Linked DNA regions of Mus musculus: regions 1, 3, 4 and 5 are each linked to region 2. A link is a contact called in public HiChIP or PLAC-seq and promoter capture Hi-C data. All regions are on one chromosome and are shown on one strand. The core of a region is the stretch at or near the end of the contact, and the rest is flanking DNA. Distances in the headings are between cores, read along the strand shown. Region 1 holds the start of Ppig (peptidyl-prolyl isomerase G (cyclophilin G)). Region 2 holds the start of Nostrin (nitric oxide synthase trafficker). Region 3 holds the start of Ubr3 (ubiquitin protein ligase E3 component n-recognin 3). Region 4 has its middle 15 kb from the start of Gm36002. Region 5 holds the start of Stk39 (serine/threonine kinase 39).

Region 1 (4,868 bases), core at 1,475-3,974, 590 kb before region 2:
TGAATACAAAGAGAAGGGAACCTTTGTTACATCTAGATTTTTTTAAAAACTTAATTAAAAAATTTTGAGAATTCCATACATGAGTATTATTGTATTTAAATTGCTTCTAACACCCCCTCTCCTACATCCTCCCAAAAGTCCCCTTAAATTCATGACCTCTGTTTTATACACACACACATTCAAACTCCTGGGCCCTTTTAAAGTTGGTCACATGTGCATGTGTTTTAGGTCTATTTGGGATTGGATAACCTATCAGGGTCTCATCTCTGAAGAGAACTTAAATATCTTCCCGTTTTCAGCAGCCATCAACTGACAATAACTCTTCATCTAGAGGTAGGGTCTTCTGAAATTTTCTTAATCCATACTGGCATGTCAATTGATGTTTGTCATTAAGCAAGTCTTGGAAGATTTGTTTTGTATTCATCTTCCCTTGTCAGGTCTAAAAGACACTTTCTTGATGTTTAGACATTAATTGTCCCCCAAAGGCAGTATGTTAAAGGTTTGGTAGCCAGTCTTTGGCACTACCAGGAGATGGAGGATCTTTTAGGAGATGGGGACTAATGGAATGAAGTTGACTCACTGGAGGTGAGTCCTTGAAGGCAGTATTGGGACAGCCCCCTCCCTCCATCCTCTGTTTCCTGGACTCCACAAGAAGGCATTTTGCTCTACTGTGTGTCCCCCACCATGTAATGCCTTGCCACAGGATCCAAAGGAACAGGCCAACAGGACTGAGACCTCCAGAACTGGGCAAAAATATATCCCACCTTTTAAAAATATTTCCTGCTTGGGAAGCATTTTAACATTCAAACCAGCTTCATCAGCTCACTCTTAAAGTATGCACATGGATCAAATAAGAAATGAAAATTAACTAATTAGTAACATTTGCATACATTTACAAATGTATACACTGCTGATGAATTAAGTAAAACAAGCTAACATTTTGAGTTGTCAGGAAAAGTCACCTATGCTCTTCCAAATAGAACCATTTTCTTTAATGTTTTTGATATACACAAACTACTGGTATGCAAAAAATGAGCTGGTAGAAAAACACCACCTAACAGGTATTCTGAAAACTTAGGAGTTAGTTTGTGGTCCAGTGATCTAGCACTTGCCCTCAGTTGTGAAGTCTTGAATCTATGCACACAAACAAATGTGGAGACCAATGGTTAGGAATACAGCTCAGTGGTGCTTGCCCTAAAAATGCCAAAGACCTCAAACAAAGCAAAAAATGCGCCTTGTCAGTAAAAGTCAAAGGTCCAATTATAGCAGTCTTCTCTGAATATTTGAAGTACTGCCTGCACATCTCAAGGTCCAAATTTTGGCCTACAGAAATAAAAAATACAATTTTTGATATATATATATACACACACACACACACATACATACACACACACCAACCTACTTAGGGAGTGAGCAGAACAACCCAATCAATTTAATAAAGCTTAAAGAAACTGTTAAGCAACTAGCTTCTTTTAAACAGAGAGAAATGTAAACTATTACATGACTAATAACACTCCACATTATTAAAATTAAAGAGTGGGGTCCCTAAGGTGTTTTTGTTTGTCTCATCAAGTTGTTCAGGCTGGCCTTGATTGGTGACCCTTTCTCTTCAGCCCGGGATTATAGACATTGTGACACCAAATCAGGAGTTACACTTTTAGGTAAGTTAGAAGCAGCCTTTCTAAGTATCTGTGCAGTTCCTCTTATGGCTATCTTTTAAAACTTATAAAAAAGGTTTCCTCGAACTGTCCAGTATCTGTTACAAAATAGCAATTACTAGTCATCATATTCTTTATACAATGGGAATGACACTAACACAAATCTTATCCTTTCTGGATTTAGCTTCTGAAAGTTAATATGGACCTTCCAAATTTTCAAAACACTGTATTATTTCTTAAATGTTCTGGTGATCAAAAACAAACAAACAAAGAGAGTCTTTACTTAATCTTTACTTAGCGCAAGTAATGTATTCGTGCTAAGAAATCAAACTGAGTGCACAGGGTGGTGCTTCCATAAGGTTTTCCAAAACAATTAGACAACGGATGCCCGCTACGGTTGACTTTGTTCGACATCAAGAGGAAACACGGAAAAAATCAGTTCGTTTCTCCTAAAGGCGAACGGGGTTCAGAAACCATCTTCTCCTCAACAGAATCCTCCTCCCCCAAAGGCCCGGCCGCTTCCAGTCGCTCAGGAACATGAGAAAACTTCTAAGGCCCTGAGGTTAACATCTCGCATTTGAGTTTTAGGAGTGTCCCTAACACCAAGGGCCTGTGTCACTGAGGCATGCACGCCAGCCGCTGTCCTACGGGAGGAAAAGGTCGGGAGGACCGGAGCCCGCGGTCGATTTTATTCCCGGGGATCCTGGCTCTGCGCCCGTCCCTCCCTAACCCTAACCTGACAGGCCCTCGCGCTGCGCCTCCCCCTTCCCTAACCAGAGGTCCCACCTACCACGCCGCAGCGCTCCGTCTCCCGGTTCTGAAGCCTCCAAAACGAACCTAGCTCCCGGGAGCCGAGGCTGCCGTCGCTGCCGCCATATTACAGCTTGTGCGGCAAAATGCGTCAGGGAGGAGGTGTGCGCCCGAGCCGGGAGGGCGGGGGCTGGAGAGGAAGAGCCGCTTCCTTCGCCCCGGGGCTCGGCTGCAAGCCGCCGGGCCACCACGGGGCCCCAGGCCGCGCCGCGGTCCCCGGGGCCACCCCTCCGAGCCCGAGCAGCCCAGAGACCTCGACGGAAAGACGGTTACCTCGGCCCAGAGGCCCGCCGCGGCTCCGCCCCTCGCCCTGAGCCCTTCCCGCTCTCGTCCCCAAGGCCCGCAGAAGACGCCGCCGCGCCGACAGACGCTCTCGCATCCCTCACCTGCCCCGCCGCGGGCTTCTCGTCTCCCGGCCCGGTCCTGGAAAGCGCTTCAAATCTACCGCCGTCAGGAAAGGCGCTAAAGCCCACTAACCGCCTCCCTCCCCCACAGCCCAGGCCAGGCGTGGAGGGAAGGTGTCGCGCCGGAAGTACGTCAGGGATGGGTGCCGGCGACTCCCGGCGTTCCCGGGCTGACGTCAGCATCTTCTCCTTGAGCTTGTAGGGTCTCTTCTGCCTTTTAAAATACGTTCCCGACGGGTCGCTTGATGGTTTCTGAGAGTTGATTGGATCGGTGTGGATCCGTCAGAATGTCACAGCGCTCCCGAAATGATGCGCATCACTTTATAAACAGTGACATCCTCTGTCGAGGTATTTAGAGAGACGTTCTGCCTCCAAGGAACCTTCAGCAAACGCTCAAAAGCTAGTAACAAAGATGAGCTACTTTCGGGACGTGGTAGCGCATGCCTTTAATCCCAGTAGTCGGGGATTAACATTTTATTGAGACCGGGTCTTACTATATACCTTGGCTGCCTTGGAGCTCTCTACGTAGATCAGGCTGACATCAAACTCTTTAAGAGATTACCCTGCCTCTGCCTCTTATCCCAAATGCCTGGTCCTATTTTAATATGGTTGTATTTGTGCCTGTGTGTATATGCACTGTATATCTATAACTGCTTGCAGAGGTCAGAACAGGGTGTCAGATCCTCCCCGTCCCCAAACTGGAGTTAAAAGCATTACGAGACACTCAATATGGGTCTTCCTTCAAGAGCCACAAGTGCTCCTAATGGCTGAGCCATCTCGCCAGCCCTTGGCCATGTGATTTAATTTTCGAGGATGAAATTTGAGACAAAGTGGCATGCTGCTCTAGGCTTTAAGACATTGCCTCTTATTTTCTTCATTTGCCAATATATTCTAATCATCCACAAACAAGGAACTGGCAGGCATTAGAATAACATAATGGAAGGAATTTAGATCCCAGAATAACTACATGGAGCAGAAATGCCTCCTATCGGGCTCATTCACCTAAGATCTTAATTTGTGAGAGAAATCGATCTTTTAAAGCCAGAAACAAACAAAAAGGAATTCCATTGTAAAAATTAAATCTAGGATGCCACACAGTGGCGGTGGACATCTTTGATCCCAGCACTTAGGAGGCAGAGGTAGTCGGATCTCTAAGATTGAGGCTACAGAGACCTACACAGAATTTAGAAGATTGAAGTAAGGCAGAGTGTTGTACAGTTATTTCATCTGGACAGAAATGTTTCCTCCTGGAGGGAAATCAGGATGAAACTCCCAAAACTCACAAGCAAGTTTCAGGAACTCGGGCTGGAGACATAGCAAATTGGAGCTCTTGCTGTGCAACTGCGAGGCCCAGAATTCAGATCCGTACACCCACATAATAAGAGAGGCTTCGTGTGCAAACCTGTAATCCCAGCTCAAAAAAAGTGAATAGAGATAGGTCCCAAGACTCTCTGGCTTCCAGCCTAGCTGAGAACATCCCAGATTTGGGGAGAAAACTTGACTCAAAATGATTAGATAGAGAACAATAGACAAGGCCACACAGTGTCCTCTCTGACGGCAATGCACATGCATTTGAATACACATGTTCAAGCTCACATGCATGGACATAGACATATACAGAGAAATGAACAGATATATCTTTTAAAAATTGCAAACATTGCTAGGAAATGGTTGTGCACACTTCTAATCCCAGCAGAGGCAGGCAGATCTCTATGAAGTTGAGGGCAGTCTGGTCTACAGAGTTGAGTTTCTGGACAGCCAGGGCTACACAGAGAAGCCCTGCCTGGGGATGGGCATAAATAAACAAGAAAGCTTTGAAGCTCTCAGGAACCCTCTCTCTTGTTAGATGAGCCGAACAGTTTGCTGGAGAGAAGAGACCGTTTGCTGGGCTGCCTGGAAGCAGCTCTTGTAAATTGTCACCTAGACTGAGGGAATTGTTTGGTGATGTAGCTGCCTTACAGACACTCATTATCCTTTAAGTAAGCCCTCACCTGTG
Region 2 (5,345 bases), core at 125-2,624:
ACCAGAATCCATGTGAGACAGGCGAGGATTTAAAAGTGTAGTAGGGTGCAAATACAAAGAGAAAAGAACAAATTTCTCTAAAAGGTTACCCATAACCACCCAATGCCGAGTAGATTGAGGCTGTGTGCCAAAGTAAGGGGTGAGGTGGGGGTTCACTCAATATTGTCATTCAAGTGTGGTGTTGGAATCTGTGTATTCATTAAGCATATCTTTTTAATGCTTAATGGAACTGGTGCTACGCTATCTTCTTAATCTCTTAGATGTTTGCCTCACTTCAGCCTCAGGATTCTTGAACTAGGTTTGTCCAATAGCAGTTGGAATTCCACCTCTCCTAAGCCCATGGTTTCCTTGCCCTTTGAATAAACAACAAGGAAAGCTGCATCCTCTGCTGATCATGGCTTCCTCACAGATTTCTCCTATTTGCTTTTCCACAGGCTGGTTGGTTGGTTTGTTTCTTTCAATAAAATATATGAACCATGGCTACAATTCCTGGCTTCTGAGGTCACCAAGTTTTTCGCTTTACAGCTTGGGTAAGACATTGAAAATCCTTGATTACTTTGGTTTCGGAACAAATTTCCCTTCCCTTTATTTCCTTTGCATCTTGTCTCCTAGGTCAAATCTCTGCCACTAATAATACATTAGTGACTGTGCTGTGTGTCTTTGGACTTTTGATCAATATTGTATTGGGAGGGGGGCAGGGAAGATCCCAGGACCAGAGCAAGCAGGCTGGCGAACCAGCTACCAGGCTGACACAATGGGAGTCTGTTCTGTGTCCTGAGGGCTTTTGGGATCACAACTCTCAAGCTGTTTGATTAAAAAGCAGGAATGGGTTGAAGGGTGTGGAGGGGAGGCAAATCCTTCCCTGACTCAATCTCTGAGCCCAAATGCATTGCAGACGGTCTGTGAGCTTCCCTGTCTACTCTACACACGATGTTGACTATGTTGGCACCTCATCAAGCAAGCTTTAATATTGCTTCTCAAACAGCCCCGTCTGGATCCAAGTAGGATGCTATAGACTCACCCAAATCTTTCCCCATCAATTTGAGAACTAAAGACGGCTATGACTGTCACATTTTCAAGAGGGCTCTATTTTAAGCTTAACCAAAGAAAAACCGCAGACTTCTGTTCCACAGCCAAAATCTAAACACGCCTGCTTTCTGAATGCCTCCAATTTCTGCAGCTTAGAAACCACTAATCTATAAATTTTCCCCTAGCCTCGTACACACAGGCACACACACACTGCACTGGGCTACTCACCGAACAGTCCGTCAGTGGGTCCCTCATGTTGAAATGCTGTCTGCTTTTTCTTTTACCTACGCTCGATCCAGCATGCTGGACGCTGCAATCAATCAGGTTGGGTGTGTTCTGGACTTCCGGGATTCAAAGGGCTTAGAGTACGTCAGTCCTTGTCAAACACACCAAGGAGGAAGTTCCAGCCCCTGGACTTTCATCCAGTTCATTTCCTGAAAAAGCACAGAACAGCTCTGGGTCAAAAGAGCCAGTGGGAATGGTGAGAAGCAGTCCAGTGAACTTTGAGGCCCTGAGGTGTAGCCTTGAGAGAAGGCTCAGAAGCTGGGTAGAGTTCCCCATGATCTGGATGCCTGGAATGATGGTGGAAATTGCTGGTCCAGTCATGGCTTGTATTTTCTGTGCGTTATGCTGCTCTGACCTTTGGGGTCTAGGCAAGCTAGATAGGTGAAAAGTGACAGTCACAGCTGTCTTTCGTTCTCACGTTGATTGGAGAAGGTGAGTTAAGTACGCAGCATTCCCACCTGGATCTAGGTGGGGCTGTCTGATGGTTTGCCTTGATTGACAACTGGATAGGATCTAGACTCACCTAAGAGGCTCACCTAAGAGCATGTCCGTGAGGGGGGTGTCTAGATTGAGTTAATGGAGGTGGAAAGACCGACCCTAAGTGTAGGCAGCATGATCAGATAAGCTGGGGTCCTGACCGTCAGTAAAAAGGAGAACGTGAGTGGCGGACTAGCATTCCTCTCTCTGGGACCTGTCTGCGGATGCAATAGGACCAGCTGCCCTCAAGCTCCTGCTGCCTTGCATTTCCTGTCATGATACACTGTACTTCAAACTACAGGCCACAATAAACCCTTTCCTTCTGCTTTTATCAGGCAGCTAGTCGCAGCAATGAGGACAATAACGAACACAGTAGGTCAATCCCTGAGGTGATGACAAATTTCCTATAGTCCCGGCTTTGATATGTAAATTAATGGCCCATACCCTCCTGCAATATCAAACCTCTATTTTTTCTGCTCCAAGTCACTCAGAGCTGGTACCAAACAACCTTATGAGACTGTTAACACTAAAGTGTCCAGAAGACTATCAGGAAGCAGACCATTTATGAAACACCTCTCAGGGCTGAACTGAATCCAGCCCTCACTCTCAGCCAAGCAGGACCAAGAGGCTAGGCTATTAATTTAAGCCTAAGATTGGCCTTCTTTTTTCATGGCTCAAAATGATGGGCAGAGCTGGCAATCAGTAACTTATTTTATTGTTGCTTTTAAAAATACCTTTCCCAGTTGTCAGTCCCTAGGTTTCTAATTGCCTATGGATTTATGACAATCATTTACAAGGCTCAGAGTAGCTTTGCTCTGACTTGTGACTTGTCTGAGAATAGGTTTTGTCCCCAAAGCCCCCTCAAATACTTCAGGTCTCACAGTATCTCAGCTGCACCATCCTACTGACACAACCTCCTCTCAGCTGCCTCTTGGGCCCAGGCTCTCTTTTAAGACCCTGAAGATAGTGTAGGAGAGAGAGCTAACAGTGAAAGAGGAGAGTTTACAAGAGCTGAGAGATGACTTGCCAGCCTTAGACAGGAACCACCCCTCACATACCAACAAGATTCTCTCTACTGGCCGAACCATCCATCACTGGAGGTTACAGCAATGAGCAGCTATCAGGAGACTGGAGTTGGATAGGTTATGTCAGCATAATGAGATCCAGGGATAAGAAACTCACATTCCCATTAAAGTCTTCTTTAGTTTCTGAGTTTCACATAAATATGACTGGAACCCGAGTTCTAGGATCTGCAGCAACTTGATGTCACTTGGTGTTTCTGTCCCATTTCTCCTGATGCCTTTTGTTTTTCTATTTTTATTTTTTCTATTTTTTAAGTTGAAGATAGATTTCTTTTCATACAGTATGTTCTGATTACAGTCTCACCTCCCACAACTCCTCTCAGATTGTCTCCACCTCCCTCTTCACCACAAATCCACACCTTTTCCTTCTCTTTCTCTCCTTAGGAAACAAACGGGCATCTAAAAATAATCACAAAATAAAATAAGATAAAGTAAAACCACACTGGAATAGGATAAAACAAAGAATCCTAAGAAAAAGAACCAAAGAAAAGCAGTTCCTAAGACAGGTAAGACCTTATTTTATTTACTTATTTTTCCTTCTCTATATCTTACAGGTCCTTTGGGTATATAATATGGCTTCCAGTTTGGTGGTTTTATGGGATTCCTGAAAGTGCGAACGAGTGGGTCTCTGCTTTCTGTGCCTTTTCTTGGGCTCTTTTTCTTCTGTTTATTTGTTTTTTGTTTTTGTTTTTTTTCCTACTCCAGTATGTTCGTTTTTGTTTGATCTCACCATATCTTAGAAACCTGTTTCCTAATGAAATACAGAAAAGGAGTGGAGCCAGAGAGCAAGGGATGTGGGGAGGGACTGGGAGAAATGGAAGGAGGGGAAGCCATAATCAGGATATACTATGTGAGGAAAAAATATATTTTGCAATAAAAGGAAAAAGTGACTCTTGGTGAACATGGTGTGTTGGGGTGGGGGGACTGGCTTGCTCTTGAAGTTTCCATCAAGAATGTCACCACAAACTTTTGTGCTAGTTACGGTATAAGTGCAGGTAATAGGGTATAGTTGCTTTTAACTTGAGCCTTTTCCAGAAACTGGCTAGATCTCCCTTATGCCTCTAGACATCTGCTAAGGAATAATATCTATACCCTGTGCAGGGTCCCTCTCACAGACTCTTGTGAGCTCAGGCCCCAGCATCCCTCTCAGCAAGCTGTCCTGGCCGGATCCAGGTTGACAATTACCGTTTGGCTCTCTGTTCAGTGTCTCAGAAGGGTATCTGGGTTTGCAAAGAGGTTGGGAGAGTACGGTATCCTTTATTTCTTGTCACAGAAATGCTGTAGAACAACTGAAAAGCCAGCAGTTTCAAATGACACAGGTTTATTTATTGACAAACTCTCATGTTAGCTTGTGGTTCTCAGGGAAAGCAGGGTCTTGACTCATTTCTGCAAGTCTAGGCGGTGCCTGACAAAGCAGCTTTCTCGAGGGTTGGGCTGGTGGCTGACTGTGGACTGGCTGTTGGGTGAGACTGTCTTTCATTAACCAGAAGCCTAAGCCTGATGTTCAGAGGAGCACAGAGAGTCAGTGGAAGCTCAGGGGGTTTCTGAAGAGCAGACTCACAATAGACCCTCCAGTCACATTGACGAAGTCAACCGAAGCAAAACCACCAAGGGGATCCCCAAGATTCAAGGGCAGTGAACTGAAACTCCCCTCTGCAAGGGGACACAGAGCATCCTGGGAATTGGAATCAGCTTGTCATTGAGTCTATCACAATGCCTGGTCAATATTTGTTCTTCAGTGACTCGAGAGATAAAGCAGAAAAACAAAGGAGGGAATGGCTGTTCTCAGTCTTCCTGTCCCTTCCTGCCTTCAGTGGGGTAGACTCTGATCACCAGCAATGATCGATGATCGGAGTCGGTAGATAAATAAGAGGAATGGATTCACAACAGGGGGTGATAAATAAGAGGAATGGATTCACAACAGGGGGTGCTTGTGACTTTGGGAGAGGACATTCCTCAAGTGCTGCACTACCCCCCCCCCCCCAGCCTGCCACACAGGCTACAGTGGAGAGTCCCCTGAGTTGGGTTAAGGGGATGGGGTGGGGGATGGGGACTGCAGTGTCACAGCAGGGCTCTTTCCTATCAGCTGGGGCTGAGACTGGCTGCTCACCTTCTAGTGAAGGTCAGGGCAGGTCAACCTGAATAAGATGGACTTTGGAATAAATGTTAACATAGGCTTATTTGTAGCCACAAGTGACAAGAGCTACGCAGATAGCCAAGTGTTCTCCGTGGAGAAGGCCCAATACTCTTTTCTGAAGAATTTCCTGCCTTAGTATCCTTGCATGCTTTTGACCTCTTTGCTCACATTTGTCTCTGGCTGGATGCTTTTGACCTGAATTCATTTCTTGGTTTCTTCCCAGGTTAGGCCTTCGGTATGACAAGCTTAGCTCTCTTTCCTTTACCTGCCTGTGCTCAGTCTTCTTGTCTGCAGACAACAAACAAAACAAACAAACACACAACAAACAAGCAAAA
Region 3 (4,996 bases), core at 2,093-4,592, 760 kb before region 2:
TAATCCCAGCATTTGGAGGAAGGCAGGAAGAAGTCTGTGAATTCACAGCCAGCTGGAGTTAGACATTAAGACCCTGTCTCAAACAAGAAGAGGAGGTGGAGGAGGTCCCCAACATGGTGGCTCATACCTATAATTATAACACTTGAAAATCAGAAGCAAGAGGGTCACTGAAAGTTCAAAGCCAGCATGGTCTATACAGCAAGTTCCAGGAACCTATCTCAAACAGACTAACATTATTTCCACTTCCACAATGAAGCATCATAATTTTAAAATGACAGATTTGCACTTCATCCAGAAAATTTGATTATTACCACTTTGATCCAAATTCCAGAAGATCCAACATTATTTCATTCTTAGTTCCCCTGAATGCTAACCTAGAACAAGAAGTAAAAATGTCTTTGTATCTGTAAGAGACTGCTCTAAGTCATCTGTGACTTGACATCCCTCTTTTAAAAGAAGTTCGACAGGCCAGCAGGATGGCTCAGCATCACACAAGCTCAACTACCTAAATTTGGTCTCCAGAGCCCTCATAATAGTGTAAGGAGAAAGCTGACTCCACAAACTTGTCTCCTAACCTACACACACACACACACACACACACACACACACACATACACACACACAAAATACATATACATGAAATAAAATTTTATTTTTCAATTGGAGGTTTTAAAATGAGATTAAAATCAAAAGGACAAAACAGTACTGAGCAGAAAAACCAATACAAATAGTATTGATTCCATAGGATTGAAGGTGTAACAAAGTGGGAGAGTACATTCTTGGTCTGCCCAACACCCCAGGTAAATGCCCCAAAACAAATTAAAGAATGCAGTTTAACAAGGGCAGTAGGGGAAGTGGCTGAAAGGTCAGCATACAGTCAGCAAGCCTAGCTTACTTACCATACTTAACTTACTGCACGATTTTTACCAAGTTTTAAAATCTGTGCCCTGTTTTCCTTTCCAATGGGAATAACAACAGCATCTCAAATTTGTTAAAGATTATATGAGTTAAATTATGTAAAGCAGTTAAAATTTGACAACTTCCACCAAACAGGAAAAAATCTAAAGTTTTAATAACACTGTTAAAGAAGCTACTGGTGCCGGGCAGTGGTGGCACATGCCTTTAATCCTAGCACTTGGGAGGCAGTGGCAGGTAGATTTCTAAGTTCGAGGCCAGCCTGGTCTACAGAGTGAGTTCCAGGACAGCCAGGGCTACACAGAGAAATCCTGTCTCGAAAAACCAAAAAATTAAAATTAAAAAAGTTATTGGCAAACAGGCCATTCCATACAGTAGTTATTACAAGACTTAGGAGGAACAATTTTTAAGTCCCACTTTTGTAAATTTACCCCAGTGATATTCTTCTACAGGTGAGAGAAGACTGGTACACCTAGGTTTTTATTTTATACTAGGCCTCTCCTTGCCCATAAAATGACATTGTTAAATCAAGGGCAGCAAACTCACCGAACACTGTATAGTTGTCTTTACACTACAGAATCAAGAACCCACAGAGAGGGAAGATGCACAACCATGTTACCTTCTGCATGAGAGGAGACAGCAGGACGAGGAAACATTTACTGTTGCTTGCTTTGGACTGAGAGAAACTAAAAGCAATGAGAAGGAACTGGCAGATGAGAGACCAGAAAGGAGGAAATTTTTCACTATAGGTTATTTTGGCTTTTATATTCAATAATATATAAATATTAAAATGCTAAAAAGCCAAAAAAAAAAAAATCCAGCTCTATTTGCTAGCCCTGATTATTACTCTTTGCAGGGTCTTGCTAACTCCTGAATCCTTTTTCTTAGTCCGTCTGCTCAGAAACTCTTCTCCAGCCTCTAACTCCTATGTAAGGTATGTAGTGTATGTGGATTAAGGCATAGGTGCCATGGCACACCAGGTGCACTGCACGCATCAATGCGTTTGTCAAAGATGCATGTGTCCAGTGTCTCCTTTTCGGCGGATGTTCTCGCATTAATGAATAAGGCGCCCTTAACTAGATAAAACCCAGCAGCACTTGATTCCTAATTCGCTCAGTGATTTCCTCCTCCTTCTGGTGTAAGGCGTATTCTATATCTGACGGCTCAGGGGCCCAGTTCTCGGTCACTTCGGCATATCACATACTCCACTGACAGCTCAACAGTCCCTTTTTATGCAAGCCCCTCCCCTTCCCTCCTCCCGCAACCCCATTAGCTCCAGAGCTCTGTCCCTCACTCCGACAGACACACAGACACTTTTCCCCCCCACACACAAGGGTCCTAACCTGCAGTTGTAAGACCCTCCCCCTGGCCCTCGGCCTCCTGTGACCCAACTGACCCAATTCAGATCCCAAATCACTCCCTCCCAGTCAATCTAAATCACTTCTAAGGCTCTCCCCAGAACCAGGCAGGCAGCTGTACACCCTTTCGCAACAAGTACACAACTGACAGCTCCACACCAGATTTAACCCCAGCATCCGCTCCCCGTCCCTGCCCTCTCGCCCCACACACTGAATGAACCCTTCTCCCGCATCGCTCGCCCACCCTGACCTCCTTGAAATTTCTCAGCCTGGTTCCCCGCACATGCTCTCCTCTCTTCCCCACCCCCTTCCCACCAGTGACAGCTCAGTCACCTCCAACCCCTTGCGCGCTCCCCCAAGCTTCCCCTGGCAGATGCGGGTCGGCTCCCAGGGATCTCCCCCTGGGGCTCCTCCCCCCCGACCCCCGCAAGATCACACGGCCCGGCTCGCCTCGCCTCGCCAGGACTCCACTCACCCGCTCTCCCGCATTACGTTGCTGTCCCCGCAGTCGCAGGCGCCCCCGGCCTGGCTGCGGAACATGTTGAAGTCGTGTCCAGTGTGGTCGCCCTGGTGGAAGCACTCCGCGCACAGCGACATGCAGGGGGAGATGCCGCACGTCCGGCAGCGGTAGGCCACGAAGTTGGCCGTCCAGACCAGGCCGCAGAGCGCCGCGGGGTCGTAGGCCCGCACGGCCGCGCAGAACTCCTCGTAGCCGCCGCCGCCGGCCAGAAGGCACTTACACCACTCCAGGGCATCCTCCTCCGCCTCGCCCGGGCCGCCGCCGCCGCCGCCCGCCGCCTCCTCGCCGCCCGCAGCCCCGGCCAGCGGCCGCTCGGCGTTCAGCACCCTCTCCAGCAGCGCCTGCAGCTCCTCGGCGCCCGCACGGTTATCCGGCCGGCTGAGAGCGGCCTTCAGATGAGCGGCGGTGGCCGCTTTGTCTAAAGCCAGCCCCTGCGCCGGCGCCTCCGGCTGGGGCGGCTGCGGGTCCCCGACGGCCGCCGCGGCCGCCGCCGCCGCCATGATGAGAGCTCAGAATTTGCAGAGTCCAGGCCCCCGGCTCCTCCCGGGAGGGTGGGGGAATTGACTGCTGCGATGGCTCGGCCCGCCCAACTCTCGCGATACCCGGCGCTGCAGAGCACTTCTGCGCGGTCCCCGCCCCTGGCCACGCCCTCCTGCCAAGCCCCGCCCCTCGTCGGGCTCCCCACCACCACCCACCAGGCTGGGGCTCTGCTCCTATGGTCTCTCTAACCTGTTGACTCCCAACTTTCAAAAGTATTACTTACACAAGAACTCGGCGCAAAGACAATCTTTAATAAAAGTGGTTTCTCTGTAGTCGGGATGTATGTGATGTATGTAATGTATGAGAGAAGAATAAATAAAAAGAAAAAAGATAAGTGGGTTTTTTTTTTCTTTATTTGCCTGGAACATAGGAATTAAACACAACATCTACCAGATGTATTTTAGGCATCCATATCTGGTCTTCAGATGTTGATTGCTGTTATCAGAGACTTAATTACTACTGAATTCCTGCTGTTAGTGAAGCTGCCTCCTAAATACTTCCCCTGAATCTCCTAAAATAAATTTTTTTTAAGGTAAGATTCTTTTCTTTTATTTATTTATTTTTTCCTCTTGATTTGCTTGGTTTGGTTGGTTTGGTTTGGTTTTTATTTTTTGAGACAAGGTTTCTCTGTGGAACTCGCTCTGTAGACACAGATCTGCCTGTCTCTGCCTCCTGAGTGCTGAAAATTTAGGGGTGCCCTCCACTGCCCACATTAAAAGTAAGGTTGGGTTTTTTTGTTGTTGTTGTTTTTGTTTTGTTTTTTTGTCTTTTTAAAAAATTACATTCAAGTTATTTGTTTGAGTAGAAGTCCTCCGATACACATCTAATCAGAGAACACCTTATGGAAGCTGGTTCTTTATTATCTGATTTCCTGAGGATTAAACTCAAGTCATCAGGTTTGGCAACAAGCACCATTTACTTGGCCCTCTTGTTATCCTCTTACCCAAACTCTTTACTGGAGAGAAGAACCAAGCTCCTTACGTTATCTCTTCAAAATCCACCAACATCACTGTTTCTCGCTGTCCGGATCAGAGTCAAAGACAAAGAGACCAGCCACTGGAACCCATTCACCATTCCATGAAAGTTTTTGGTTAGTTTGCTTGCTTCTTTACGAGTTTTAAGACATGTCCTGCGGCCCAGACTGGCCTCAAGCATTCGGTGTAAACTAAGATGACCTTGAATTCCTACCTCCATCTCAAAGTGCTGGAATTATTGCACTATGCCTGGTTTACAGGGTCAGGGGTTGAAACCAGAGCACCGTGCATACAAGGGAAAAACTACAACTGAGCTACATTCCCAGGGTTGCTGGAGAGATGAGTCTGGTTAAGAGCACCAGCTGCATGAGCCTTGAGAGTGTGGGTCACTCTCATACAGGCAAACAGGAGTGGGGAGGGGGATTGGTAGAGGGGTAACCGGGAAGTGCGATATCATTTGAGATGTAAACGAATGGAATGAGTAATTTTTTTAAAACACTAGCTCCTCTTCCAGATGACCCAGGTTTGATTCCTCGCACCCCGATAGTAGCTCACTAACTTTAAATCCAATTTCAGGGAACCCAACGCCCCCTTCTGGCCGCTGCGTGCAAGTGCTGCACAGTAATACACCAATGCAGGCAAAATGCCCATACGTAAAAAACAATTTAAAAAATTAAAAGGTTCTGATG
Region 4 (5,058 bases), core at 37-2,536, 570 kb after region 2:
ATGAGCCCTACTGTGTGACGGAAGTTGCCCTACTGTGTGACAGAAATCACTGGATTAACAGTGACTTCTGGAAAAACCAGAACTCACTGTCAATCTTGTGAGCATGCCTGGCTTACAAGGAAGACACTGGTAACCCTTTAGGAGTGTTTAAACTAGCGAGGGAGGAGGCAGTAAGTACAGAAAGCTATGAAGTGAACTTGGCACCTGTAACTAAAGAGGATGAGATAAGCGAAAACATAAATACGGGAACACAAAGCTGTCCGTGCATTTAAAATCTCCTTGTAAATTCTCTCAGTAGGAAATGTCTGTTCCTGCATTCATGTGAATACATGGGTATACACTGGCAATGAAGTACCAACCTTCAATTAAAAACAAAAACAAACAAACAAACAAACCAAAAAAACTCCTTTTAGATGGGAAGTTGACACATACTAGAAATTTCTCTCCTGCATCTTTCCATGATAAGTGTGACATGCTTTTTGCAATGGCTACACTAAAGCTGTATTTTTGTTGAAACCCTTGAAGAGGCCAGTAAGCACTCTAAAAGGAGAACTGTGGGGGACTGGAAGCACTGATCTTGATTCATTTCGCCATTTCGCAGCTAATGAGGACCAGTTGGGTGTTACACCTTTCCCAATTGTCTATCCTAAGATTACTGGCACATGCTTCTCTTTTCTCACCTCAGACAGGAAGTTAGCCTACTTCCCACTTCCTGTGCCTCCCTCCAAGGTACCTGCCCACTCTCTCTCACAGCTCCAACCCCACCATTACCTGTACTTCCAATCTGTTTGCTCCATGGCAAAAACTCCCCGTTCAATAAAGCTCTTTACTGTGGCTACGTCACCCGTGCTTGCGGCCTTGTGGATTGGATAATAAGGTGCATAGCTGGCATGATATTTGGGCGGTCGGCACCCTCTCTCATCCTTGCTCCCAAATCCCACAAAGGTATTATGCAGGCCATCACAGAAGCCCAGGGGGGTCCTTTGTTTTTTGTGGAAGAGCATCTGCATGGTAAATGTCTGCTTCGAAGGTTCCTTCCCTCCCCTCCCGTTAAGCTTCTCTCACATCCCCAACCCAAAAAAGACTATGGTAAAAAAGGGCCCCCTAAACCCAGAATGGAAGCTTATAGTAAGCCAGCGCCTAAAGATTTTGATATCGAAGAAAACCCAGAGCCAAGTCTCGCCACAAGGTCATATAGCAGGAAAGTTCCGTGTGGATACAGGAACTGTCAACTGCAGGAGCAGTTGGCAACGCGGTAGCCAAGCAACGCTGGTAAACACAAACTAGCCGGTACCCAGGCTCGTGCCAGGTGCGGGCGCACATTCAACTTGGAGGGCTGTCCTGTGTGCCAGCCAGGAAGGTGCTTACTGCGCATGTGTAGAATCTGAATATGGGGGGGGGGAGCTTGAGAGGCCACTTATATTCCCTTAAATGAGGCCCTCCGTGTAGTTCTAGGGGCAGTTAAAGACGTTTTCTTGAATTGCGTTTTTAGTTACAGGAAATACGTTTTTCTTGGTTTCTTCTGTGACCCATTCATCATTCGGTAATGAGTTGTTTAGTCTCAGTGAGTTTGAAGACATGCTACAGATTTGTTTACTGTCAAGTTTATGTTTTAGTGAAGAGCTACAAGCAATTAACAACTGCGGAGAGAAGGAAAACTAGTCTTCCTAGGGATGAGCCTTGTGATTGGTTATTGTGCTAGCTAATCTTACATCACTAACACAAGCTAGTGTTACCTGAAAGGAGGGCGTCTCAATTGAGAAAAAGGTCTCTATAAGGTCCAACTGTAAGGCATTTCTTGGTTAGTAATTGATGGGGAGGGGCCAGCCCATTGTGGGTGCTGCCATCGCCTGGCTAGTGATCCTGGGTTCGTTAAGAAAGCAGACCTAGCAAACCACTGAGATCAAGCCAAATGCACTCCTCCATGGCCTCTGCACCAGCTCCTGCCTCCAGGTTCCTGCCCTGTTAGAGTTCCTGTTCCGACTTCCTTCTATGATGCACTGCATTATGGAAGTGTAAGCCTAACTTGCTCTTTGGTCATGGTGTCTCATGGCAGCAAGAGAAACTCTGAGACAGATATACAATTACAAGTGGTCAGCCCTAGAAACATTGGTGTGCAGACAATATTGAATAGACGCAAAAGCTTGTAGTTCTATAATTTTTCATTTATTTGTATATGTAACACCAATAAAGAAGAGTAAGCCTTGAGATTTAGAGGGGAAAACAGAAGGGGCAGAAAGGAAGAAAGGGAGGGGAAATGACAGAATTATGTTTCAATTAATCAAGGAAAAACATTGGTATGAACACAAGTTTGGCAGGTACCTGTAGACTCCTAAGAGTGAAAATTTCCGGCTTTCTCTGTTATTAGTGCCATTCATACACATTAGTGTTTAACGTGTGCATCTTAATGTGTGCATTTAATTTCTAAAAAAATCCTTTTCTCCTAACAAAAGAAAATGTGTGTGAATGAGCGACTCTTTAAACTGAGAGACCATTGTGAGCATCATGAGGGCTGGGGGCAGAGGAAGCCTGCTGCTCTTTTCTGAGTTGCATATTCTGAGGACTCCCAAACTTCTTGTTAGCCAGTGACAGGGAATCTGATGGAATCCTGTGGAGTTGCTAACCAGCTCCTGCCCTCTTTAACTCCTCACTTGGGAAATTCTTTCAGCCTTAGAATTTCGGAATGAGATTCTCCTTGATCAGCATCATCCTGTTGTCCTGCCTGCAATGCTCCACTTTCCATCTCTGTGGGACAAGCCCTTCTAATCACCTTCAAGGCAGAGCCTGCCTCTCAGACTCAAGTTCCTTTTAAATGTGATCGCTTGTGACCTTTTCAATTAAAAAAAGAAAATGCTTTGAATGTTTAATCACTTAATTTTTCAGACTAGCATTTACTTCTAGAAGTATAGTAACCTAGGCAGCTCCCAAACCTTCTAACGTCCAATGGTCAGAAAGATAGGTGCCCTTTATGGTAGGTGTCTTAGTCAGGGTTTCTATTCCTGCACAAACATCATGACCAAGAAGAAAGTTGAGGAGGAAAGGGTTTATTAGGCTTACGCTTCCACATTGCTGTTCATCACCAAGGAAGTCAGGACTGGAACTCAAGCAGGTCAGGAAGCAGGAGCTGATGCAGAGACCATGGAGGGATGTTCCTTACTGTCTTGCTTCCCCTGGCTTGCTCAGCCTGCTCTCTTATAGAAACAAGATTACCAGCCCAGAGATGGTTCCACCCACAAGGGGCCTTTCCCCCTTGATCACTTATTGAGAAAATGCCTTACAGCTGGATCTCATGGAGGCATTTCCTCAACTGAAGCTCGTTTCTCTGTGATAACTCCAGCTGTGTCAAGTTGACACAAAACTAGCCAAGATCTTAAATAACTTTAAAAGTCCCACAGTCTTTACAAATTATTACAATTTCAATCTCTCTTAAAATCCAAAGTCTTTACAATTAAGTCTCTTAACTGCGGACTTCACTAAAATATTTTCCTCCTTCAAGAGGGAAAAATATCAGGGTACAGTCACAATCAAAAGCAAAAATTAAACTCCAACTGTCCAATGTCTGGGATCCAACTCACGATCTTCTAGGCTTCTCCAAGGGCTTGGGTCACTTCCCCAGCCATGCCCTTTGTAGCACATATCTTGTCTTCTAGGCTCCAGCTGCCTGTACTCCACTGCTGCTGCTGTTCTTGGTGGTCATCTCATGGTACTGGCATTTCCAAAACGCTGCTGTTTTCCACTGTAACTAGGCTTCACCAATAGCCTCTCCTAGGCTCTCTTCATGGTGCCAAGCCTCAACTCCTTCTCATGACCAATTCAGTCCTGGGCCATCAACTGCAACTGAGGCTGCACTTTCACCAATGGCCTTCCACTGCCTCTCATAGCTGAATGCTGGATGCAGTCCACTGGGGCTAAACAGTTGTGTGTGTCTGCTGCAGCCACTGAAGGTGGAGGTTGCCAGCTTTAGTAACACAGGGCTTATGTTATTATGCTCAGGCCAGGCAGAAGAGGCTTAGACCTGCAGGGTGCTGTGTATCACAAACTTCTACTATGGGATATTCAAGCCACTCAAGCGGCAGGAAAGGCTTTCCCTTCTGTGGACTCCCTTTGTAAACTTTGTAAACTTTGTACACCTTCAAGGCAGTAAAATGGCCATCCCTGCCACCTCACCCCAGGAGCTCCAGAAGCCAGGCCCCTCCCCCAGATCTAACTGTCATAAGGACGGTACAGCCTCTGTAACTGTCACAAAGGTCATCTCCAACCCCTCAACAGGACCCTCCCAAAAGGCATGCTAATTTTAGGAGAAAGGTTTGAATAAAAGCCACCAATCCCTGAATAGGAAAACCCACCAATCCCTGAACGTCTCACAAAAACCCACCAATCCTTGAACAGGAAAGTCCACCAATCCCCTAAGCTCAGAACTTGAAATCCCACCGATCCTCACCCTAGAAATCTCCACCCAAGAAAGTGTCACACACCCTGCCAAAGCCGCTGTATAAGCACCGTGCTTCCTTGGAGCATAGGAACCTTCTATGAGCAGAGGAACCCTGGTACCTCCAATAAATCTCTTTTATGAGATTTCATGCCTGGTGTGAGTCTCGGAAGACGACAAGAAGCAATGAAGAGAAGAAAAGAAGCAAAGAGAAGGCGCGGAGCTGAGGCTCCGAAGCTCCAGAGCCCAGCTGGGGATCCGCTCCCCTGAGAGCTGCACAGCCTCTGCTGAGGAGGCTTCCTCTTAGAGCTATGTGGTTCCGGGACTCTCCTGTCTCAGGATGCTTTTCCTTTGGGACACTGTCCTACCTCAAAACTGTGTGGTTCCTGGGCTTCAGAGACCCAGGGCACCTTCTCATCCAAGCAGAAAGGCCAACAGCTACCTCTTGAAGAAAGCCTGGTTCCTTCAAGCATTCTGCTAAGAGGGAAGGACAAATTAGGAAATTGTGTCACTGACTCGGGACCTTTTTGTGTCTTTTCTGGACTCATAAGCTCCCTTAAGAAACAACCTCAGCCTGTCACTACATTAGCTTCAAGAACCCCCTTGCTGAGAAATAGACATAAGCTGAG
Region 5 (4,870 bases), core at 2,349-4,848, 660 kb after region 2:
GTGTCACTTAGCCATTATACAAATTATACCCCAAAAGGTCACATAGAAGCTGTAACTAGGCTGACTCTACAAAGAGAGAGCCAAGACCCAGGTAGTCACTTATCTTCCAAAATCGGAGAGGCAAACAATTGTAGTCAAAGTGTGAACTGAATCCAACTTGTCAAGGCTTGGGCCTGAGATTAACCATCCTCTCTTATCAACAAATGACTGAATTTATAGATGCCATTTGCAAATAGTTAAACACCGCAGTGTGCATATTCTTAGTTTACATAAGCAGTGGGAGAATGTCTGGAGACGGTTCTGATAATCATAGCAAGGATGCTCCAGATGAGTGGTGAGTCAAGACCAGAATACCTTGACCTGCTTCTGCTGCTGAAACAAAATGCCTTAGGCGAGGAGGTATGTAACAGTGGAAATGTATTCCTTGCTAGAAAGTCCAAATATGCCAGTTAGAAAATTGTGTTTCCTGTGAAACTTAATTTCTGTTCTATAGCTATTTCCTTCTAGTTTCCTCAGCTGGGGCTGGGAGTATAGCAGATATTACGGAACATGGATCCCTGGATTTGATTCCCAACACTAGACATGGGCACACGCGCACGCATGCGCATATGCTCACGCAGTTTGGGGAGAGATGTGGCGAGGGCAAGCACAGGAAGGAGCGCATAGGCTTTGAGGATTTCTTTCTTTCTTGAAGCAAGGTCTCCCTTCTGTAATCCAGGCTGGCTGCACACAAGCTATCCTTCTCTGCCTTAGCCTTCCCAGTGCTAAGGTTACGGGTGTGTATCCCTGTGCTTCCCTTTCCTCAGGCCTCTTTTATAGGGACCTTCACCTTACGAACAATGATCTCTTTATACAGAGCGGCATCTGCTCATCTCTCTGAAAGCTGCTCCCTCCCATCCTCCCCAGGAGAACTTTTAAGGGGAAAGGAGAAAACCAATTATGAGATAGATATAGCCGGTATTTTATCAGACGACTTGGTATTTTTACTTTCAGCTCATGGACTGGGATTACGAATGCCAAGGAAGTTTGGGGGACATCGGAGTAACACATGGAACCTATAAGACCAATCACAGGTTGAATCAGGCACGGGTCATTTCATTGCCCACAAAGAAGGACTGTTCCTCATCACAGAGCAGGTGTCTGTCTCCCTCAGTGGCTTTCCTAATGGTTGCCAGATTGACAACATGCAAGGGTGTATGGCATACCCATCCCTTCCTTCCACAGGTAACTAAGCTGAATTTAGAAGAACATCTAGTGCCAGGGTCCTTTGTCATCGGGTTTATATATAAAGAAGAGAGCAGGGCTTTTATAAGTGATAAAAAAGCATGGGATTGAATCTGGAAGTTAATGTTTCCATCAATAACTGAGGGATCCCAGTACTTGCACTTGGAAATGTATATATTTAAGAGGTATTTAAGATTTCCTGGAAATTGGTCTCTAAGTTTATGTTGTGTTTCTGGTCAAGGATGCTATTAAAATACAAACAAGATTTATTTAAAAAAATAGGATTCATTCATTCAGAGACTTGAAAACAAGAAGAGAAGAGAAGGGTCCGTGCTCGCTCTTTACATACCTCATTCTATACCCTGGTAACCTCAGCCAAGTTTCATGCCAGATGATTTTTTTAAAAAGAAGATTCCTTTCCTGGCCAGAACATTGGCGTTTCCAGTCTTCTGTTGCAACCTAATCTTCAGTTGAAAAGCACTAACAGCCTTGAGCTCATGAGAATTCTTACAAATGGCTTCCCTGGTGGTCATTTAGAAAGTGGTTGGCTGAGGACAGATATCTGGCCTCTGAGGAGGGAACAGTCGTTCTTTGTGGGAAACCAAGTGGTCTGGGGTTGCTGCCTCGATTCTGTGAATCATGTTTTCCTAGCATGTCTTAAAGGCTTTCCTGGCCTTCACAATCCCATTTCACGATCAAAAGTCAAGACATAACTTCATATGACAACGTGGAGGAATGCTCTGTTAATCTTGTCTCTTTTTCCTTTAAAAGCAGTCCTTAAAAGTTCTTTGGATGAAATGGGAGCAGCTCAGGGAGAGGTAACCAGTGACTTGGGATAACTGCCCTGTTCATCAGAGGCCTAGAGTTTGTTTATGAAGTAGTCTATTTCTTGACATAAATTAAAACAAATATGCTGGCTTTTTAAAAAATAGTATATCTGCACAAAAGGAAATACAAGTTCTTAGCAGCATAAATATTAGCTCTTTGAGCAAGTCATGCTAGTTGCTAGTTTATCCATCTGTCCCATAGTGCCCTAAGAGGTTAAGTAAACAGTTAACGTCATTGCTTTTGCCAGACAACTGGTTTTTCTCCTAGCAAATGTCTAAGTTTCTTTTGAATTATTTTTTAAAGAGTTTAAGGAGATTTTTATTTTTATCCCTTTAAGAGTTTCATGGCTCTCCTGTGCTTTGTTCTTTCTCAAGCCTGGCTGTCTCGTGAGAACCAGCCAGCCTAATGTCAGCCACATAACGAATACGCCTATTGAGTCAGAGTACCATTCCAGCCTGAGACAAGAATCTTTTAATAGTGGTCACCTCTGTGAGGGATGAGAGTTGAACATTCAAATGTGACACCTGCAATTAGAAAAATCTCTGGTTTTGCCACAGCTATTTTAAAGATGAGGTAATTTGGGGAGTGTTGAAAAAGCAGCATTTATTCAAAACTTTCCATTGCAGTTAATTTATGCCCCAGTAGGTTCATAGTGTTCTGTCAAGAAACTTGCTGTCTGACCTTAGGGTCTTAAAGGGTTAATGTGACTGTTTATGTATTCATTTGTACTTGGTATCGAACCAAGGACCTTAAGTGTATTAAGCTGGCACTTTACCTCCGAGCATGGTTTTAAGCACATAAAAAGTGCTGGGGATAGAACCATAGCATGCTAGGCCTGCGCTCTGATTTTGTTACACTCCTTTCTCCTCTCTACTTCTTGTAACTTCACTGCCCCTGACATCACCTTCCTAGGGTCCAAGTGTCTTTGAACAAAAGAGAAAGCCGGGGATTTAGGGAGTCGGGTTTCATTTCAGAGCAGCACTGGCGATTTCATTAGGCAAGGTGCGAAAGGGCTCCTGCCAGGTAAAGCGCCGGAAAGTTACAAGTTGGGTTATTTTTTAACCGGCGTCCTACAAAACCGACGCCGTGTAGGTAGGTGTCTCCCTCGCTAACTTGTAAAAGAACTCCAGGTTCTTTCGCTCGCTCGGGGAGAGTTAGCAGGCTGAGAATCTGGCAGCCGTTCAACGACCCCGCCCTCGGAGTCCCAGGGGGGCTTCTTCGGGAGAGTGCGATTGTCTAGGGCGGAGGCGCGGCAGGGCAGGAAGGGAGCGGGGCAAGCCCCGAAATCACCCCCCGAAGCCGCCCGGCTCCCAGCGCGTGGAAACTTCCCTGGCGGCGAGCAGGGCGGGAGGGGGCGGCGGTTCCCCTCGGCGCTGAGAGCACCGTGCGCGCGAGGATCGGGGCGCGCGGCGGGCGCGGCGGCCGCCGCCTCCTCCCGTCCCCGCCTCCGCGGCGCAGCCTCCTCCCTCCGCCCCGCTCGGCCTCCGGCTGGCTCCCTCCCCTCGTGGCAGGCTCCGGCGGCGGCGGCGGCTGCGGCGGACGGGGAGGGCGTGCGCCGGCCGAGAGGTGTGGGCGACGAGGCTAGGGAAGTTTCAAGTGGAAGGTCGTCCGCCGGCCGGCGCGTCCCCTCACTCTCCTCCCGCAGCATCATGGCGGAGCCGAGCGGCTCGCCTGTGCACGTCCAGCTTTCCCAGCAGGCGGCCCCGGTGACAGCGGCGGCGGCGACGGCCCCGGCGGCCGCGACATCAGCACCAGCCCCGGCCCCGGCCCCGGCTCCGGCGGCGTCCGCAGCCCCGGCCCCGGCTCCAGCTGCTGCTCCAGCCCCGGCCCCGGCAGCTCAGGCGGTCGGCTGGCCCATCTGCAGGGACGCGTACGAGCTCCAGGAGGTTATCGGTCAGTGCGGAGGGTGCTGCGGGGCCGGTCCAGGCCGGGCGCCGAGACTGGGCGGGAGTGGGTGCGGGATGCGGTTCTCCTGCCTGCCTGCACGCCCAGAGGCAGAGCGGCCGGCTTCGGGGCCTACCGGCTTCAACAGTTATTTTATTGTCTTTTTTAATTTTTAATTTGTCCCTTCCTTCCCTGAGCGCGGCTGCTGCAGGAGGTGGCGCGGCGGATGTGACTCGCACTGCAGACGAGCTGCAGGCTGCAAACTTTTATCTCCCGGATCGCCGGGGCGGCGGAGCTGGAACCCAGTAACGCCGCATCCTCCTCCCCCCTCGAGCCCTGGGGCCGCAGCTCGTGGCCGCTGACCACGCGGATGGGCTGCCTGGGCGGGGTGGGGATGCGGGGGCGCCGCCCTGGGCTTCCGCGCCCCCGCGCCGTGCTGGGTGAAACGCGTCCTGGGAGACCCTGCGGGCGCAGCCGCGCCTCTGCCTCCTGCCATGACCTCTCGGTGGGTAGCCCAGCCACGTAGTAGTGGCAGAGGCCCAGGCGCCTGCCCAGACCAGGGAGGATGCTGGCCTTCTTCTGACAGCCGCCGCATGCTCGCCCTGCAACCCGGCTCTGCGCGCGGTGCGCCCGGTACCTGCCTCCCTCCTTGCGGGCGCGCCGCCTGCTGCCAGCCCCGGGGCCGGTGAGCGGCCGCGCTGGCCTTCTGCCCTGCTCCGGGAGGATCTGCTGGGGTGAAACTCGAGGCTGTCCACGATCCGCGCCCAGCCTTTCGGTGTCTCCTAGGCAGCTCACTAATACCATCTTATCTTACATTTTTAAATACCTGGCAAAGTCGAAAGGCAAGAAGCCCGCGTTACTTTTCTTTGAGCCAAACACGTGTAGGGCCAGGATATTTGTGGTGTCCTCTAGCTTAGAACCTTACCTAAAGGTT

What was found. Promoter capture Hi-C pulls out the DNA fragments that hold promoters and counts their contacts. HiChIP or PLAC-seq counts read pairs in DNA pulled down with a chosen protein or histone mark.
Region 1: an HNF4G HiChIP or PLAC-seq map of pancreatic cancer cells shows a contact between it and region 2. The contact joins the promoter of Ppig here to the promoter of Nostrin in region 2. A contact is called at or near these places in 1 of 39 promoter capture datasets (the C10 cell line), 1 of 115 datasets of contacts at active chromatin or transcription factors (pancreatic cancer cells) and 1 of 9 other capture datasets (adipose tissue).
Region 3: an HNF4G HiChIP or PLAC-seq map of pancreatic cancer cells shows a contact between it and region 2. The contact joins the promoter of Ubr3 here to the promoter of Nostrin in region 2. A contact is called at or near these places in 2 of 115 datasets of contacts at active chromatin or transcription factors (bone marrow-derived macrophages and pancreatic cancer cells).
Region 4: a contact with region 2 is called in a promoter capture Hi-C map of hippocampal neurons, with 2.4 times the contacts expected there. The contact joins the enhancer-like site here to the promoter of Nostrin in region 2. A contact is called at or near these places in 16 of 39 promoter capture datasets (the 3T3-L1 cell line, the HPC-7 cell line, cranial neural crest and 8 more), 2 of 115 datasets of contacts at active chromatin or transcription factors (differentiating embryonic stem cells and extraembryonic endoderm stem cells) and 3 of 9 other capture datasets (adipose tissue, embryonic stem cells and liver).
Region 5: a contact with region 2 is called in a promoter capture Hi-C map of neutrophils, with 4 times the contacts expected there. The contact joins the promoter of Stk39 here to the promoter of Nostrin in region 2. A contact is called at or near these places in 7 of 39 promoter capture datasets (cranial neural crest, hematopoietic stem and progenitor cells, liver and 3 more) and 2 of 115 datasets of contacts at active chromatin or transcription factors (extraembryonic endoderm stem cells and stem cell-derived neural progenitor cells).

The regions. Positions count from the first base shown.
Region 1 is chr2:69,720,944-69,725,811 of GRCm38.p6, reverse strand. Ppig (peptidyl-prolyl isomerase G (cyclophilin G)) reads right to left here and starts at 2,724. Exons shown (of 14, transcript NM_001081086.1): 1 at 2,449-2,724.
Region 2 is chr2:69,131,829-69,137,173 of GRCm38.p6, reverse strand. It overlaps Nostrin (nitric oxide synthase trafficker), which reads right to left and starts at 1,374. Exons shown (of 16, transcript NM_181547.3): 1 at 1,258-1,374. The coding sequence starts at 1,284.
Region 3 is chr2:69,895,592-69,900,587 of GRCm38.p6, reverse strand. It overlaps Ubr3 (ubiquitin protein ligase E3 component n-recognin 3), which reads right to left and starts at 3,342. Exons shown (of 39, transcript NM_177783.6): 1 at 2,749-3,342. The coding sequence starts at 3,293.
Region 4 is chr2:68,564,794-68,569,851 of GRCm38.p6, reverse strand. No RefSeq gene overlaps it. Among named protein-coding and RNA genes, the nearest start is that of Gm36002, 15 kb to the left of the region's middle. Within about 2 kb of position 1,286, at least 5 of the 459 cell types and tissues checked have an H3K27ac peak or open chromatin away from gene starts, as enhancers often do. A contact at or near this core is called in hippocampal neurons, where this site is marked.
Region 5 is chr2:68,470,709-68,475,578 of GRCm38.p6, reverse strand. It overlaps Stk39 (serine/threonine kinase 39), which reads left to right and starts at 3,598. Exons shown (of 18, transcript NM_016866.2): 1 at 3,598-3,945. The coding sequence starts at 3,702. It overlaps Gm13596 (a long non-coding RNA gene), which reads right to left and starts at 2,615. Exons shown (of 4, transcript XR_866392.3): 1 at 1,574-2,615.